Linked DNA regions of Mus musculus: region 1 is linked to region 2. Evidence: chromatin contacts called from public Hi-C data. All regions are on one chromosome and are shown on one strand. Each heading gives the region's core, a stretch centred on a gene start, on an enhancer-like site or on the middle of the called end of the contact. The rest is flanking DNA. Distances are from core to core; before and after follow the strand shown.

Region 1 (2,753 bases), core at 98-2,597, 47 kb after region 2:
GCCCTTAAGGAAGGGAGCCTGACTTCACATCACATGGCCTCAGTGATTTGCTAGGCTGCCACTTACCATATTATCATTAAAATGTTTCTTTGCAGTGTAACTCATCCCTTGGAAGCGTCCATGTCCCTGGGAGGGACAGATGGGGGAGACAGAATAAAGTAGGTCACAGCACAGACCCCCACGTGGAGGTTCAGCAGAAGTGTGGGCCGTGTTTCTCCACCCACTGTTGCTTTTACTCCAAACATTGTTAAATATAGTTTCTGATGAGACTAGAAGAGCCATGTTCTCCCAGAGAGCAATTAAGTTTAGTCCAGGGTCGCAGTGGGCTGCTGTGTGCTCTGCCAGGGCCCACTTGAGCCCACATGGAGGCTTTTTTGCTTCAAAAGGTGTTACTGACTCGTACAGCTCAGAACTTTTTATCTTGAGTCAGTGTGGTGGATCGTCAAGAGCCCTCTAGGCTCCACAGTCCTCATTACTTCAGAGATGTTCAGGACATCACTGATGCACAAGCTACATGGCCGCAAGCAGAAAGGGTTTAAAAATAAGTGTAACTGCACTGGCATTTGGGGCGCGAAGGATCATGGCTTGCTTTGCTGGACTCTGTCCTTCTGTGGACTCTAATCCCAGGGAGCTCCCCCGCCCCACCCAGGGCAGGGGGCAGTCTCTGTCCTTGCATCTCTATTTAGTTAGGAGGCACTGGGCAACACTTGTTGTATGCTGGCCTGTGGCTTACAAGGACCGGGTACACCAGGGAGGCAGGCTGGGGCTGAAAGAGACTTAGAGGGCGTGAGGTTAATGGAGCCAAGACATGATTCTGTTCGAGGCTCTCCAGTTTACTATGGGAGTCTACTTATACAAGGGGAAGGTCCATCCCCTGCCAGTCCATTCTTGGTGTCTGGAGCCAGCCTGTAGGTGATGTGTAGAATAGGATGTTCCTCCAGAATGTATCAGGTGCTTCTCAGCAGGTAGCAGTGTCTTGGAGAGAGCAGTGGCAGGTGGCAGAACAAAAGAGCCATCTAGGTCAGAAGGCTCCCCCTTAGGGTAATTTCCTTCTCAGTGGCAGCAAGGTCAAAGTCTGGATCAGCCTGCTTCAGGGCTGAGGGAGGCTACAAACCCTCGAGGTTGTTAGCCTTGCACCCAGCCCTCCTGAGCTGTTGTGTTTCGAGGCTCATATCCCTCTCCCTTCCTCCTCTCCATTTTCATTCTTCCCTGTTGCTCATCCTGCCTTTGCAAATGCTGAGCGAAATGGCAAACACAGGAACATCCTTGCAAAGACAGTAAACACTAGTATGTTAATCTGCATAGGATGTATCACAGGAGCTGTAAGAAAGCACACTCTAGAAGCATGAATCTGTGTAGTTACAGCCTCCCTAGGAGGTAGGCATGGCACACACTGCTGTAGCAGTGCTGGTGGTATTGGCTGGAGTCCTCCCTGCCTAAGGTATTCACTCTAGGCTGTTGCTATGTCAGTCTAACCCAAGCTAGTATTGCCCGTTTACTGCACTGGTCACTGTGAGTTGCTATAATAGTGAGTGGAAAACATGAGGATATTCTAAGAACAGGTTCTTGTTGGTGCAATCTTCAAGTCTGATTTTTGGAATTGAAATCATGAAGACTCCTCTCACTTAGGGATTTGGAGCATCCTTCTTCAGGATGCAGGTTCCCAGGACACTAGTGAGAACGACTGACTTGGGAGTCACTGAGGCGGCCAAAGAAAGAGGGAGGAACAAAACACAGCGATGACCAGTGTTGGGCCCTGAGACAGGGTAGAATGTAGCCTGGCCAGGCAGAGGGGAAGCTGGGAAGGAACTGTCAGGGTTGAAGGGGATCAGGGTTTTCCAGAGTTCCTCCTTTGTCTGAACAGCCTGTGAAGCACAGCCTCAGAGCATCAAGAGTAGCAAGCTCTCTGCTCCTAGGCTGCTAAGTTGGCAGAGGCCCCACACAGCAGGTGGTGTGCCCACAATTGTGGTGGCATCCCTGCCACCCCATCAGTGTAGCAGTGTACTGAGTTAGCCATCAGGGTCAACATAGGGGAAGCAGGAAAGTGTGGAGGGGTTGCTTGGGCCAGCGTGCTTTTGGGCGTGGCCTTTCTCAACGGGCAGCTGTGGGAAGCCCTCATTCTGCAGTGAACAGTGTATAGAGAAACAGGACCCTGTGACTATGGTGCCGTGTTGCCATGTTGACATGGTCTGAGCAGGCTCGTTGGATCTTGTAAAGCTATCTGCAGACCTGTGGGCTCCATAGACAGGAGTGAGACAGGTGTTGAAAACAATGTGTTCTTCACCCTGTCGGATGCCCTGAGCTAGGCCGGGGCTTCCTCCCATTGGGTCACTGGAACCCACTTGCTCCCTTGGTGTTTGTGTTGCTGTTACTTCCCCAGGTGAGAAAATGAGCGTGAGGATGAAGTAAGGCAGTGCGCTGCTGGGTGTGGGACTGGGGTCACAAGGGGAGGGACGAGCCACAGAGCTTTTCTGCCTCTCCTACTAGTTCACCAGTGCCATCCATGTTCAGGGTTGCTATTCGGGGTCCTTTTGCCCAAGTCAGAATAAAGCCTGGTGGGGGGCATGCGGCTGTTCTCTGTTTCCTGGGGAAGTCCCCTGGGTACAATCTGTGCCTGCTGCAGCCCCTCCAAATGATGACCACAGACAGCTGTCTGGCACTGCCCTAGATCCTACCACAGCCTGCACTTCAAGTAGTGCAGGTTTCAGAAAGAAAGGTTTGGAAAATGATGCTGAGGAAGATGCAGTGAGGAA
Region 2 (2,718 bases), core at 63-2,562:
AGACCAGTGGCCCAGGGCTATAATTGGATGCTTTTTGAAAACTGCCTGTCTGAGCTCCGGTGCAGTTTTATGGAGAAGGCGTTCAGCTCTTGCTCCGGTTTTCCAGGTGGCTCCTGAGGTTGCTTTCATGAGCTTAGGGCACTTCATTTTACTGAACAAAAGCTAAAACAGCAACCCCACATAAGAGGGCCCTCCTCATTGGCGTGCTTGTCGGGAGGGTAGTGGGGAGGACTCTCGACCCAAGATTCATGGGTACCACATTAGGAACTCTTGTCATTAGGGCAGGTAAGTGGCACAAGTGTGAGGCTGCTGGTCACCTGGCATCTACATTCTGGAAGCAGAGATTAAAAACTTGTGTTCAGCTTATTTCTTGTTTTCTCAGTCTTAGATTCCAGCCCATGGCATGGGGTCACCAGTGCATTTAATACACACCCCCCACCTCAGTTAATTTACTCAATACAATCCCTCACAGAATTTCTCAGAAATGTGCTGAATAATTCTAGACCCTGACAAGCTGACAATGTTACCTCTCTGGGCATCTAAGATAAAAGCTCCCCAAATCAAGTGAGAAAGGCTGAGACTACTGTCATGGAAGGCCAGCATCCTGAGCACCATGAGCACCAGGCGGCAGCAGTGATGCCATTAGCCCATTTGATAGAGGGATAGAGCTTCCGAGATGTCACACAAGCCACTTGAGATTATATAGCTTGCACCTTACCAAACCAACATTCCTCTGCAGGTGCACCTCCTTCCAGAGGTCTTTGCAGTCAGCCTGCTTGTCCCTTGCCCCAAGCCCCAACTCACTGCTCTCATTTCCACTACTGTGGCCTTCTTGTGGCCACAATGGAGACACCAGCATTTGTTTGTTTAATATGACTCAGAAGTGGAGCTCAGGGAAGGATCCACAGCCCACAGAAGCAGGTACATGGCTGTGATCCGTTTGTCCAGTAAAGAGGCAGCTGAAGAGGAACTGGGCAGCCACATTACGCATCAAGTGTCATGATTAGCAAGGCAGATGTCATTTTAAACAGGATGTTTGCCTTCTTCAATGGGATAGGATCTGCAGCCTCCAGTGTGGCACCCTCTGTCCTCGAGTAGGAGAACCCTAGGCATACTGACTGTTGTACTTATTCATCTAACCCTCCCACTGCCCAGGGCCTAGCACTAGAGTCCAGACCCCAGTACTCCCTGTCTGCCACATCCCTACAGATTAGTCTCATGAACATGGGTTCCAGACCCCCACTATGATAGGAACTGTGGCTCCTGGCTGCCTGCTAAGCTCAGACTTCCTTTTCTTAGATGGCAGCATTCTTGGTGCTGAGAGAAGTGTTGTGGTTAGGAATCTTTGCAGCTGTGTGGCCACTGTATAGTGCTGCTGTAGTCAGTGGTGGCAATTTATGCAGTTGATCCCCTGATGAGCTGAGGGCTGCCAGAGTGTGGCTGTGACCTGCTCAGTAGTATTCACTCTTCAAAGATGCCCTGTACCACAGCTTTTAAGGCCTGATTGTATCACTACATCCAGGATACTCACAGCCAACCTGGCTTTGCTGGCTGCCTCCTACCCTTCCCTAATAGGGGCATAATGTGTCACTGTGGACAGCTACCCACATGGTCTTTCTGGGTTTGCTTCTAGGAAGGGCCAGTCCCCAGGTACTGGGCTGTGGGAAGTTCTTGCCGAGCCTTACTTTTGTCATCTATAAGATGGGATAATTGCACCCACCTCATGAAATGGTTAAGAAACTTAAGTGAGATAGATACAACATTGATGAGGTACTTCCTAGGCAAGTGGCTGAACCTCTCTGAGACAGTTTCCTTCCGTGATTCCCAAGGAGATGTTGTTATGGAGGGTACCAGTGCTCCCGACACCCAAGGAATCCTAGGAAGGGATGTTGTAAATACCCCACAATGCATGTGAATCTACACCATAAGGAATTACCCCATCCAAAATGTAACAGCGCCGAGTCAGGAGGTGCTGAGTGTCTTCCAAAGAACTGTGGAAGAATGCTGTTGATGCCATGGGCTGAGCTGTCCAGAAAGGGCACCTGCCCTCCAGCTGGGGCAATGAAGGTCTTCTCAGAGCACCCCACACCCTGCTTGGAGAAGGGGAGGTCAAGGGAGTAGCCAGCCAGGCTTCCAGTTCCCCATCTTACAGTGAACTGAGGTGGGAGGAGGGCACCTTACCTGGGAACTGGTTCCTGCATCTCTCCCTAGTGTAGCTATGCCGGTGCTGGGGTGCTAGTGAGGCTGTGGTCAGTATTGTTAGGATGGGCACTGTGACCCTCCTCCCATAGATATTCACAGGCCTAACCTTCAACATTGAGTGGTTAAATAAAACAGTGTCTTATTCTAATGTTGGCTATCATTTCTTTTATTGTTTCTGAGCCCTTTTGCTAGTAAGAGTGCTGCCTTGACCTTGGAAATGGCCTTCGTTTTTGCAAGTGGCTTAAGTTTTATCCTTCCTCGGGCCCTAGGGGGCAGAGACACAGAAGATCCTCAAAAGTAAAGCTCAGATCACATGACCCAGAGGCAGTGTGTGTTCCCTATACAGGTACAAGCCCCCAAGGCACACACAGAATTTTACAAGCGTTCTGACCCCAGAAAGCCTCTATCTGATGCAATGATATGGTTTCAGCAGAGTCCTGTGCTCTCGTGCCCCCAGGCCCTATTGCCTTGTGACTTAGTTAGGAAAGGAAGAGAGAGAGTTGGTGTCATTCCTCT

What was found. A called contact is a pair of places that touch in the nucleus more often than the background predicts.
Region 1: a contact with region 2 is called in a Hi-C map of pre-pro-B cells, with 1.7 times the contacts expected there. The contact joins two enhancer-like sites. A contact is called at or near these places in 7 of 484 Hi-C or Micro-C datasets (the N1E-115 cell line, conventional type 1 dendritic cells, macrophages and 3 more), 1 of 115 datasets of contacts at active chromatin or transcription factors (embryonic stem cells) and 1 of 9 other capture datasets (embryonic stem cells).

The regions. Positions count from the first base shown.
Region 1 is chr16:11,741,939-11,744,691 of GRCm38.p6, forward strand. The region is part of intron 20 of Snx29 (sorting nexin 29); the gene reads left to right. Among named protein-coding and RNA genes, the nearest start is that of 4833415N18Rik, 36 kb to the right of the region's middle. Within about 2 kb of position 1,348, at least 18 of the 459 cell types and tissues checked have an H3K27ac peak or open chromatin away from gene starts, as enhancers often do. A contact at or near this core is called in pre-pro-B cells, where this site is marked.
Region 2 is chr16:11,694,594-11,697,311 of GRCm38.p6, forward strand. The region is part of intron 18 of Snx29 (sorting nexin 29); the gene reads left to right. Among named protein-coding and RNA genes, the nearest start is that of 4833415N18Rik, 84 kb to the right of the region's middle. Within about 2 kb of position 1,313, at least 20 of the 459 cell types and tissues checked have an H3K27ac peak or open chromatin away from gene starts, as enhancers often do. A contact at or near this core is called in pre-pro-B cells, where this site is marked.